Linked DNA regions of Rattus norvegicus: region 1 is linked to region 2. The links are chromatin contacts, called in public Hi-C maps. All regions are on one chromosome and are shown on one strand. Each heading gives the region's core, a stretch centred on a gene start, on an enhancer-like site or on the middle of the called end of the contact. The rest is flanking DNA. Distances are from core to core; before and after follow the strand shown.

Region 1 (6,255 bases), core at 570-3,069, 800 kb before region 2:
GTGGAGCATGACTAGAGATGCCTTCTGCCTTTCTCGGCTGTCCTATCACGCCGGTGATAGTTGATGCTCTCTGCTCTTTATATCTCTGAGTGAAGTCTATGCTTTGCTTTGCTTTCTTTCTTTCTTTCTTTCTTTCTTTCTTTCTTTCTTTCTTTCTTTCTTTCTTTCTTTCTTTCTTTCTTTCTTTCTTTCTTTCTTTCTTTTTTTTGGTTCTTTTTTTCGGAGCTGGGGACCGAACCCAGGGTATGCTTTGCTTTCTTAATTCACCCCATCCAACACGCACAGGCAGAGCCTCTAACCCACCACCTTACCGGAAGTGTGGATAGGGACGCTCTGCTCAGCCCGTGTGGAAAGTGACCACTAGAGGGCGCGCGCCGCTTCCCAGGGTCCCTGCTAGCCGGAAAGGCATCTTTCCTTAAAGATTGCTCTGCAGAATTGCCTTGCCTCAAGCATAAACTGGCCTCTGTGGCATTTTCCAGAAAGGATGCTAGACACCAGAAAGTCTTTATTTGAGAATAAAAGATTAATGAGCCTGCTCAGTTGGTTCCAGGGCAGGGTGAGCAGACTTTTTGCGGTCGGTGGCTTTCCTGGACCCAGCTCAGGATTGGGAGCTGTTCCTCGGTGGTCCCTTTTGAGGTTTTCTCCATATTAGGCAGCACAAGCAGAACATCAGTGCACAGGAGAGGGTATTGCCTGTCAATCAGACTTCTGTGTACCCCACACTGCTAGTTCCCCTCAGACCCTTTGTTCCCCTACTGGATGATACCCTATGTCCCAACAAGAAGCTACTGGAAAGAATGGGCCAGGCTACACCTGGGCCAAGGATTCTGTGGCCCTGACACTTCACTCAAAGCATGAGGGGTAGGAGACCAGAATATACCACCCCCAAAAATATTTCTCTGGCATAATTTGACCTACTTATCAGGCACAGGAGTGACTCAGAGAACCTGCTCTTTCGTAAAAGAAATTGTTGACCGTAAAGGAAATACATTGGCAGTTACCATAGAAGGGGTTGCTCCAGACTTTTAGGGCCAGAGAGACATTCTTTCTAACAAGATAAGGGCTACTCAGGCTGCAGATCTGCTCTGCCTCCTGCAGGGTGTTGGCCGTCGCCCAGACACCCCAAATGCTTATTCTTCTCTGGAGCTTAGTTAGCCATGCAGGCTCACGTCATGTGACTTTTGTTCAAGTCTCATATTCTGTGTGACTATGTGCAGACATTAGATGGGATATGACTTGTCTCCCGTTACTTTAATGTCTAGCCTAGCTGAAGAGTCTAGAAGTGTGGACAGAAGACATTTTCACTACCGCTAGGATTCTCTCCTTAACCTCTGTCTCAGAGTTCATCAGAATCTGGAGCTTGTGTTTCAGAGACCCACTGGCCAGCCAGTACAGGCTTGTCTCAGTTTCTCCCAGAGAGTTGGATGCTAGATGGAGGGCGAATGGGTTTCTCTGTGTTCCTTCACAGCCAACCCTGAGGTAGTCAGGTTACTCTTCCCTTGTTCTTCACAGAAGGTAGTAGGGGTGGACTCGGGGCCCTAATTACCTGTCTCCCCAGGTTTCTGATATACAGAACTACATTTGACCAATGGCTTCCTTCTCACTCACATTTTCTCCATACCTAGGGCTGGGCCAGTCTTCTTTATCCCCAAGTCTAGATCCTAAGTGGGACCTTAACTCAGAAAGGAGAGACCTGGTGGCTCTCCCTGGTCTTAACAGTGATCCCTGCGTGAGCCATTTCTATGCCACCTTGTATCCTCTCTCTTAGGTAAACAGGGCTGGGGCACTGACCACTACTCACTGAACCCAGTCCTCTGCCTCCAATGGATCTTTCATTCCTCTTTTCTGCCCTGCTGGGGTCAGCAGGTCAATCCCAGGGTCCTCTTAAGCAATGGATCTCTCAAAGGCCTGTCAATGATTGATTGACCCAGCCAGTCATTGAGGGTTCATAGTACTATACAGGGTTCTGGGGCCTCCAGGATCTGTTTTCCTGAAGGCTTCTTTATAGGGAGGGAGATTTGGCCACTCTTCTGGATAAGCCTGGAACCTGGTCTCAGAAGCCACATTCCCTCTTATATCTCCCCCAAAGGCCATTTGACAGAGTAGCCATTGTTTCTGTGTCTAGCTGAGCCATTTAGCCACCTGTCACGTGTCTACAATTCCACTCTGCTTCTACTTGTTCGTGTATTCAATTATTATCCATGTGACATCACTCACTTGTCCATTCACTGATGCAGTCCCTGACGTACCCTTCTACTCACTGACCACTCTTCTGCGCACCAATGTACTCATCCAGTGTCTGGTCCACTCACCCACTCACTGATGCAGCTAACCACTCAATCACCCACTCACCCACTCACTGATGTACCCCGCCACCCACTGGCTCGCTCTGCCACTCAGTGGTCCACTCTGCCACTCAGTGATCCACTCTGCCACTTACTGGTCCACTCTGCCACTCACTGGTCTACTCTGCCACTTACTGGTCCACTCTGCCACTCAGTGGTCCACTCTGCCATTCAGTGGCCCACTCTGCCACTCACTGGTCCACTCTGCCACTCACTGGCCCACTCTGCCACTCAGTGGTCCACTCTGCCACTTACTGGTCCACTCTGCCACTCACTGGTCTACTCTGCCACTCAGTGGTCCACTCTGCCACTTACTGGTCCACTCTGCCACTCACTGGTCTACTCTGCCACTCAGTGGTCCACTCTGCCACTTACTGGTCCACTCTGCCACTCACTGGTCTACTCTGCCACTCAGTGGCCCACTCCACCACTCACTCATCTACTCCGGTACTAGGGGAAAGTTCATGTAACTCCTCCCTCCCTCCCTCAGGCAGCGTCTCCATTGCTGACCCTGATGTTGGTCACAGTCAACAGAGAAGCTCTAAGTGGAGATCAAAGACGAAACTGTTAAGAGTCAGAGGTGCCAAACGCACATCCCGACTGACCATACAGCCATGGGCCCACGTGTATATGAAATGTTTCAGTGGGGAGCCAGAGAACGAAGCCGAGGTTAGTGGGCTCTCAGAGACGATGTCCTGGCTTTACGAGGGGCCTACCTGTCACCCTGCCTGACCCTTGGTGTCCCTGGGATAGGCAGGTGCTCATCGCTGCTGAACAACAAGCCCATATTCCCCAGGCAGGTGGCCCCACCCCAGCCCTGAAGTGGAAGACAGTAATTACTCACCTTCCCACGCACCCCCTTCCCTCGGCCAGGTTCCCTGGAGGGAACTCGGGGTTTCCTCTGGTCAGTCAAGGTAGCTGGAGCAAGATCTGGCTTGCTCCCTCGGCTCTGCTGTGGCAGTTCCCCCAGGACAGCGCCGGGAGGTTGAAGAGGCTTGAAGAGTTCATTTCAGTTCTAGCTGAGGCCCGTTGACCACCAGGACCCAGACTCCCCATTCAGTTCTCTTCCTTCTCCGGGCCCCAGTGAACCCACGTTGACCTAGTGGAGACAGCTCCCTCCAGCTCCCTCTCTGAGTTTCCTGGAGGCAGGAGGGACTTCCTGTCTGTGGACAGGTGGACCGAGACCAGCCGGAATAGGGAGAGAGGCTGGAGCATGGCTGGGGTGGGAACTCTGATGATTTTGCCTCTCATTCCTTGGCAGGCAGTCGTCTAGAAGTACACAGGGACCCATTGTGAGCTCCTTTAGAAAAACAAATGTTGGTTTGCTTGGGGGAATGTGTGTATGTTAAATTCTGGGGCGAGTCAGACCAAACTGCAAATCCTTTGCATACTAGCCCTGTGGCCTTGGGAAAGTCATTGGTAAAATTTTAGTAGTTGAAGAAATACACCCCTAGAAGCCAGGCAGTGCTTTGTTACAAGGGAACGGTGACTATGTCCAACCTTGAGAAAGCCCCTGCCATTCTGTTCAGCCCAGCATCCCACACTGCTCCTGGGGTGATGCCCTGAGGCCCTGGTGGGTGCAGAGCGTTATCCCCTTCCCGTCTCTGTTTCCTTGACAGGGTAGCCTACCTTCCAGATACAGGCGTAGGGTAGGGTGCAGGCTCATGCTATTGGCCTGCTCTGCCAGGAAGTCCACTTTGGTGGAGATGGAAAGATGGGGGATGTGGGATGCGCCTGAGTATCTCCACTCTCTAGCTGCCCACAGGTTGGGTACCACCTCAGCCTTGCCGCTGGTATGTGGCCATTGCTGCTTTGGTCCTCATGCCACAGTAATAATTAGCTAATTCTTTTTGCAGTCTTGAGGGTCAAACCCAGGTTTCCACGTACTGTGTAAGTGTTCTCCTAGAATTACAACCCAGCCTTGCTCTCTGTTTTAAGCTCTTTAGAGCATAGGGACTCTGTATTTGTTATTGTGTTCAACCTTTAAATCCTTGTTGCCCAGCAGAGTGGCTTGCGTTGAATGAATGAATGAATGAATGAATGAATGAATGAAACCCCAGATACCAGGCAGAGACATGTCCTGAACAGGATACATGGATTAGTATAAACTCTCTTGTCTGGGCACTGCCAAATAGACATCCCAGGCACCTAGGCATTCTAGGTCTTGTGGCCTCCACCTGTACTGGACTTGGGTGTTGTCAGGGCCACTCATGCCTTAGCCTTCTTGATATGACAGATCCTGTTCTCTGAGGTGAGGGTCACCCCACGTGGGGTGGTACCCAGAACTGCCAGTGTGAAAGATGCTGAGCTCAGCATCGTGTTGCCTGTTGGGAACCCCCACTTCCTGCTCCCTGGCACAGCACCCACTTCTGCCCTGGGAATCGAGCTCTCTGAGGTAGAGACTATAAGGCTCTAGGCATGAAGAGGGTCTTCGTGTGCGCCCGATGATCCCTCTGCTGGTGGCCCTGACTGCACTGCCCAGGCTTCTTGCTTTGGGAACAGAACTCCTTCCCTAGTCTGCTTCGCAGGCTCCAGCCCTTTGGACAAGATGTGAGGAAGAGTTTGGGGCCCCAGAGGTGTTAAGGCCATTGGGTGTCAAGGGCTGGAATTCCTCAGAACGTAGTCTTTGCAACCACACTGTGGCCTTGCCTGGAACACGGTGACTAGACCACCTCGCCCACATTTGGGAACATGTGCTGAGAAGTGACCTCAGAGATGAGGGAGCCGGCATCTCCATACCGAAGTGGCCTTATTCCTGGACACGAATGACAGGATGAGGCCATCTGGGGAACAGATTTACACAGCTCATTTCTTCACAGCGTGGACTCGGGCTGGAACCAGGCCTCCTTTCTGCAGAATTTGCTGTGACCTCTTGGTATCGCTTGCTTGTCCCACATCTCCTCCACTGTAAAACGGAGATATATGTATGGCTGTGGAACATTGTTTAACCATAAAAGGAAGTTAATATGGGTGCATGTTACATGTGGACAAACATTGACAGTGTAGGTAAGTGAAAGAAAGGAGACACAAAAAACCTTGGATAGCTGAGGGAGATCCAGGAAGTACATTGGTGTCTTCTGGAGGGTGTGGGAGGGATGCTCAGTGGGCATGGGCTTCCTTTAGGGTTGATGAAAATGTAGCTTGACAGGCAGGGAGGCACAAGCCTTTCATCCCAGCAGTAGACAAAGGTATGTGGATCTATGTGAGTCCAGGGCCAGACTGGTCTACATAATAAGTTATAGGTCTAGCCAGAGTTAAATAGTGAGATCTCATCTAAAATAAAAAAAAAAAAGTATAACTAGCTTCAGGTAGAGCGAGAGAGTCACACAACGTCATCGATATGAATGCCATGGAGTTGTTCAATGTTTTAAAAAGGTTGCCACCCATTCACCAAGTGCACGGAAGGTCTCCAGAAAAAGCCGGCTGAGCTCAGACAGCAGCGTGACAACTGTCCTTAGCCTGGTGGTTACACAGTTCTTGGTCTCACTGCAGCAGACTGCAGGAATTCCAGCAGGACCCCAGGGGACAAGGAGCCAGAGGCAGATCGAAACCTGCTTTGCTAGACGGGCATCGCGATTCCTGTGCTGCAAAGCTGGCCCTCCAACCTTGTCTCTGAATCTGCCCACGTCAGTCTCTATCTCCTCTTCACCCAGGGTATTGTGTGGAGGACTGAAGTGCTTGTGACCACTGCATGTGACATGTGACAACCGTTGTCCCTGTCACGGTGTGCTCTTTTGGCCCCTCATCTCTTGTTCTTGTGCCTGGAGTCTGCCATGCAGTCAAGCAAACACTCCCGCTGAGCTGTATTCCCAGCCTGGCATGGGCTAGCTGCTCAGTTAATGCCTATGGAAGGCACAGATGCTCCTTATGTGCGTCGTGAGTGCCAGCACCTGCCCGCTAAGTACTGCCA
Region 2 (6,539 bases), core at 3,193-5,692:
ACCCTCATATATAAGAAAATGTCTTAAAAGAAAATAACTCCTTTATATTCTTATGGCTTGAAGCACAAGAGATAATTTCCAAGTGACAAAAGTCACACAAATATACCAGCTAAGACTTTGATTTTTACTGAAGTTATACTCTAGATCTATACAAAACAAAAAACAAAAAACAAACAAAAACAAAACAAAACAAAACAAAGTTACTTCTTAGAGGCGCCAACATGGAGGTAGTCTTGGGGGGCTTATTAACACAGGGCTTACTATCCAATCTCTCCTTCCACCCACACCCGTACACTAATTTCCTCTAAAATAAGTCTAAAGCGCCATCTACTGTGTCTGCTCTATCACAGCTCTTTTGGCCAGAGAGCACTGCAGAAATGAAAACAGAATACTGAGCATGTAGAATACTGAGAATGCCACTTGAAAATCTTCTTCCAAAGAATGAAAGAAACCTGTCTTCCCCCAGCATATACATTTATATAATATTCTTAGGCTTTTCTTTTCACCTCCTTATTAAATAGGACTGAGGATTAAACACACACACACACACACACACACACACACACACACACACACACACACACATCAGAGACCAGAGAGCTCCTTTGTATGCTAAGGGAATAGCAGTAACAATCGCATCTTTGCTGCTGCTGCTGTTGATTTGCCTTTGCAGTGCCGAGGAATAAAATCCAAAAATCTATTTTATAGAAAATAATATAAGCTACTGAGACGTTATTAGATATTTTGGTTAAGTCACATAGCTAGTGAATGACCAGACATTCAGAGTAAACTTTCTAACCACAATAACAGTGTTTCTGTTACTCCAGCACCCTTCCACCTTCCCAGTGCCCTCGGTTAGGAGTCGGGGGTGGAGCTGACACCAACTTTCAGCAAGTATTCTCTTATGCTGAGAATGTACTCCCTGACGGCTCTAATTCAGTGTCGTTTTGTCTCTTTGTTTCAGTTTTTGCAATACTGAGATGGAACACTGACCTAGTACATGCTAGGCAAGAGCTCTACACTGACCTAGTTAGTACACGCTAGGCAAGAGCTCTACACTGACCTAGTTAGTACATGCTAGGCAAGAGCTCTACACTGACCTAGTACATGCTAGGCAAGAGCTCTACCACTGACCTAGTACATGCTAGGCAAGAGCTCTACACTGACCTAGTTAGTACATGCTAGGCAAGAGCTCTACACCGACCTAGTACATGCTAGGCAAGAGCTCTACACTGACCTAGTACATGCTAGGCAAGAGCTCTACACTGACCTAGTACATGCTAGGCAAGAGCTCTACCACTGAGCTACATCACCAGCCCTAGAATATGAGATCTTTGTTTTTAACAAGTGGCCTCCAATGAATCTGATAGAACTAGTCTGAGGCCTTGCATTTAGACCCATGGAGGTTGGGGGGAAGGGGAGGGTGTGTTGGGGAGGGTGGGTTGGCTTGGGCTATTTAGTCAGGATATTACTCACAAAAGAATTCCTCTACTTTTGGGTAAAGGTTCTCCTGATTTTTCAATTTGAAGTGTTTAAAGACCGAGAACTGTGAAAATACAAGGGTGTCACAAAATTAAAACATTTAAAGGACTTTATGGCTTTTGAAACAGGAACGTATACAATTGGTAAATGGAAAACTTTAATTTTTTTATAATAATCTCAGAAGAGTATGGAAGGAATGAAGTCTTCCTGTTCTGTATACAAGTCCTTTTCTGGCCCTCTAGATACCTGACTCTCTGTAGTGGTTTTCCAAAATTACTCCAGGGATTCCAACTCCAGGAGGTAGAGCCAGCCCCATCTTCTCCCTGCTTAGATAAAACAAAGGCACCACCACAGAGCCTGAAAGCTCTCCTCCCCCTCAGCCCTCTTGACTCCTGTTCCTGTGTTTCATTCAGTTGTTTACGACCACACAAATCCTTTCCTAATGTGAGGATACCTACAGCCTGCCAGCCCACAGTGCCTGTGACAGTGCTGTCTTATGTTTTCAACTCCCAGAACCTTTTTCGTTTCTAGGCACCAGTGTACTGAGACCCTCTAAGTAGTATACAATGTCCCGATTCTTCTAATAATGCTTGAAAAGGGAGAAGGGGAGTGTGAAAGAGGTGTGACGTGTGGAGCCAGGGTTAAGGCTCAGTGGTAATGTGTTCTTGGCTCGTACAATGCACTGGTTTCAGTCCCATGAATCAATAGCCTATCACAGGGTGGGTGTGTTAACAGGCCTTTGTAATGTACACAGCCCAATGAGTCACATTTGTGAGCTGTATCAGTGAAGAACTTATTCTACTACTGCTGTACAAACATCCTTGCAATATCTCATGGCATTTCCTTGAGAATTAGTCCTGGAGGCAATCGATTCCCTGTACTACTTTATATCTCGTTTACATTTTAAGTCTGTCACTGAGATTCTAAAAGACAGCCGGCTATTTAAAAATGAAGAATAATCTACAAACCACAGGAAATACTTAAAAGGTTATAGGAAGGGCTAGACCTGCCCATCAAAAAAGCAAGCATGTGTAGAAAGTAAGCACACAATATCCCATGGTTGTTTTGAAGGGAAATAACACCCACTCCTATATACTACGACTGACCTGAGTGTCCAAAAGACACTCAAATGCCATATTTTTACATCACTGTTGCTTCTAACCAGAATGTTCTTTGTCCCAGTCTTCACATTCTGGAGAGAGCAGTTCCCTCAAGAGGGCAAGGCTCTGCAACTTCATTGGTGTACCCTGGCTGCTCCACAAAAACCATCACTTCGAGTTCAGCATGTCTGCCCCAAATTGCCCAATCCTTCCACTATTTCTAATACTACAAAGCAGCTTCCCAGAAACCTCATGTTAGGATCAAGCAAAACAATTTGGTGTCATCAGCAGATTTCACCATTTCCTCTTAGACTCATTAACACGCCAAACAAACATGATTCTGGTGTCAACTCTCGGAGTTACTACCATGACTACCATGAATCTTTCTCTTCAAATGAAGCCAGACCGTTCTCTGCTACTTAGTGATTCCCATCATAGAACTAGAATGTGTTTATTTACTAGCGGTTAAATTCTGATGGCTATTTTCTAACTGAAGGTTGCAAAATGCATTACAAAAGTAAGGGGGTGGGGGGAGTGTCCCAAAGGAAAGGCCCAAAAGGCAGCAAAAAGAAACAGCTCCCAGCTGAGCAATTTACCCAATCACTCAAACATCCCCAGACTCTTCTGGTTCTCAAACTACAACACAATTTTGACCTTTCCTCTCCAATTATTTATTTCTTTATAGTTATATGAGAGACCACTATTAAACACACTTGAAAATTCTGCAGGAATGATAACCAGTAGATTCAGTTACTTTATTAGATTTTCTTCCCTTTAGTGCATTGAAAGAAAAAAGGCAAACAGCCCTTCTATAGAAAGTAAAGATCCAAACAGTTTTACACCCAAATGATGGACAGCACAGAAAACAACACTTGCCCGCCCTCTTTCACTCAAGGGCAAGTCCACTTGAAGCTTTATCCTGCCTCCCCAGCTTATATCTGCCATTACATTATAGGAGAAATGTGAAAATTAAAGAAAACCAGGCTGACAAGGAAGCAACACTGTCCTTATGCAATCTTCCTCAGAGCAGCAACATTCTAAATGCCTCTCTCACCTGCCCCATTCTAGCAGACCCCCATCCAAAAGGTGGCACTGTACCACATCACATTCACCCTGTTTTAAATGACAACTTCTTGTGTGAGATCATAAGGTTAGCAGACACAATGGACACCACCATCACTGACATCGCCCTCAACCCTCACCCACAGCCCGAGATGGTCTAGGGATCATTATAGTTCTGGATGCATGGACTGAGGGAGGAGCAGAAGAACAATGGCGAGAAACTAAAAGATCTCATAAAGTGCAGTGGATTAGCAGGCAGAGCAGCACTGAGCAGTGCTCCCTTTGCCTATCTTGCCCCACACAAAATCAAGTCAAATTATTCCCCTTAAAGAGCCAAATTTGTCAAAGACTTTTAGACTTCATGTCTAGCAGCACATGAAGTGAACGGGAGGGTGTCAGGTAATTTATAGTCCACCAATCTGCTCAGGCCACCAGTGAACCACACAGCTGAAAAAGTTCACCACATCCAAAGTCAAACTCTGCTGGGATCAGAAGAATACTCATCAAGGGGCTGCACTCGGACCTCATTATGACTCCATGTTATTTTAATACTGTTCCTTGGATTTTGCCCCACACACAATTCCCAAGTCACAGAAAGACCATGAACAGTGTCCAGATGTATAAAATGCAAAAATACTTTCCTCCTACTTGTGGACTCCAAGATAAACACCACAAGAAGCACGTGTGTCTAAACTTGGAGCTCGTTCCAAATTAAATACTGCATCATGTGCACAGTGTATGGCTTAAAAAACAAAACCCCACGAATATCCTACACGGTTCATGAGCCAGGCTCGGGCAAGCACATGACCACACTGGAAGAAGGAAACATGAATCGGAGAGCCAGGGTAAAGGGTGAGAACAGACTCTGTCAGGACCTTTCCCAGAAAACTGTTGCTATTTTCAGGGAACATCTGTATAACACGGGACACAGATAAAAGGGGAAATCATACTTTTCTGTTTGGCTGGGGGTTTGCCGTTAGTCTAAAACTGCAAAGATTTCAAAAGCCCTAAGTAGACAAGCACAAACATCATTACGTACAGATACACATGCACTCGCTGAGGTAATGAATACTTAAATGTCTGGGCTTGGGGGCAGACCAGCTAGAATGCTTTTGACCTGGAAGCTGGGTCTGAGTGGGGTACATGGAAATTTGGGGGCAAACGCACAGGATACAGACCATGGGAGAGTGAGTTCCACATCAATGTTGTTGCGTTTCCGAGATTACAGTGGGAGGCACAACCCTCCTTTTGTTAGTCTACCCATCTCTTTCTACTTTCCATACTTAAGTTTTTATTAAGTTTCCTTCACTGACTGTAACTTTTTTTTTCGGAGCTGGGGACCGAACCCAGGGCCTTACGCTTGCTAGGCAAGCATGACTGTAACTTTTACAGTAAAAAAGTGAATGGCTATAAAAAGTGGGAAGATAGGAGACAATAGTTTGGCTAAGCCAGAGTCTTCAGTATTCTCTCCTGCAACTTAGCAAAAGCAAAAGCTCTGAAAAAATCCAAGTTGGAATATATTCAACTAGCAAAATATCATGGCTTCAAAAAAATAAAACATTTGATAAATGCAAAAGAACACACACACATACACACACATATACACACTGTGTAGGTTATAAGGTATAGCTATGGAATGCATGCCTATGAACCTGCCAACTATTTTTTTTAATTTGCATTTTTCCTGTCTGAAAAACTAGTAATGTAACTCAGTGGCAGAATACTTGCCTGACATGTCCAGGACCCTAGGTATAATTCTCAGCCATGACAAAGGAAGATGGAGGTGGGCAGAATATTTCTAATCTGGTAATTTGCTGTGGACTAAAATTTTACATCTCTCCCAAAATTCTCTGTTGAAACCCTAGTCCCTGGGATGATGGTATTTGTCTATGAAGTTTTGAAAGGTCCCTAGCTAGATTAGGTCTCAAAGGTGGAAATGCCATGCTGGGAACAGACACATCAGAGCACGATCACCAAGAGGGGACCCTCACCAAGCAGCCAACCCCATCAGACACTGGTCTCCTACGCTCAGTGACTAGAACATGCAGAAGTGAATGTTATTGCTTACTCTGCATAGATGCTGCCCTACAGTAGTCCTAGCAGACAAGACACGACAGCAGCAGCAGAAGCCATCTTCCCACAGGGGAATGTATTCTGAATTTGTGCATAAATTTCACTTTTGCCTTTTAAAAAAGTTGATTTGGGCCACAGCTATTGGGATTTCTTTTAAGGAATCTTGTGTCTGGTAAGGGATCTACACAGCCTCTATACTACAGACGCACAATTGTCTGCTCCATTTCTACAGCTTCTTCCCCAGGGCAATGTGACGCATATCACATGTTGGGTACAGACATGTACCTAAAATGAGTTTGCTGCCATTTCTCCCGTGTTCTCTGTTGTCTGTGCTTCATACTGAAACAGGATTCTAAAAGAGAAAGCCTTTACCTCAGCATGGTTTTTAAGTAATTGCCTCTGTAGTCTCAGCAAGTCTATGTCCCTAAAGACAAGGAACGTGGCTGACTTGCTCTAAGTTCATAGCAACTGGCTGAGTACTAAGTCAGTGTTTCTCAGCTAATCTCTCAACTTACAGCCCAAATGCCTCAGATGCTTCACAGTCAGAGCTGATCAACAGCAAATACAGATCCTTTGATCACTGCTTTTCTTATCTAAGACACCTCTTCCTATCCCCAGGCCCATGTTTACCAATTACCTCCCTAGCCTGCAATCAATACAATAGCCATCTCACCACCTCATAACACCAGATAAAACACAGACCATTTCCTTAGTCACACACCGCTGACCTTTAGTCCGGACAAGCACACATTCACACATGAAAGTTTAGTTTGAGCTATTCTTAACCACAAGTGCTAACAGGACATTACGACCATAAAAAGG

The links. Hi-C and Micro-C count contacts between places; a contact is called where the count stands out from the background.
Region 1: a Hi-C map of liver shows a contact between it and region 2, with 7 times the contacts expected there. The contact joins two enhancer-like sites. A contact is called at or near these places in 9 of 12 Hi-C or Micro-C datasets (the Rat2 cell line, Schwann cells, frontal cortex and 4 more) and 1 of 1 datasets of contacts at active chromatin or transcription factors (oligodendrocytes).

What each region holds. Positions count from the first base shown.
Region 1 is chr6:104,691,060-104,697,314 of GRCr8, reverse strand. No RefSeq gene overlaps it. Among named protein-coding and RNA genes, the nearest start is that of Zfp36l1, 25 kb to the right of the region's middle. Within about 2 kb of position 1,819, at least 1 of the 93 cell types and tissues checked has an H3K27ac peak or open chromatin away from gene starts, as enhancers often do. A contact at or near this core is called in liver, where this site is marked.
Region 2 is chr6:103,894,859-103,901,397 of GRCr8, reverse strand. All of the region lies in intron 7 of Rad51b (RAD51 paralog B), which reads right to left. Among named protein-coding and RNA genes, the nearest start is that of Rad51b, 69 kb to the right of the region's middle. Within about 2 kb of position 4,442, at least 12 of the 93 cell types and tissues checked have an H3K27ac peak or open chromatin away from gene starts, as enhancers often do. A contact at or near this core is called in liver, where this site is marked.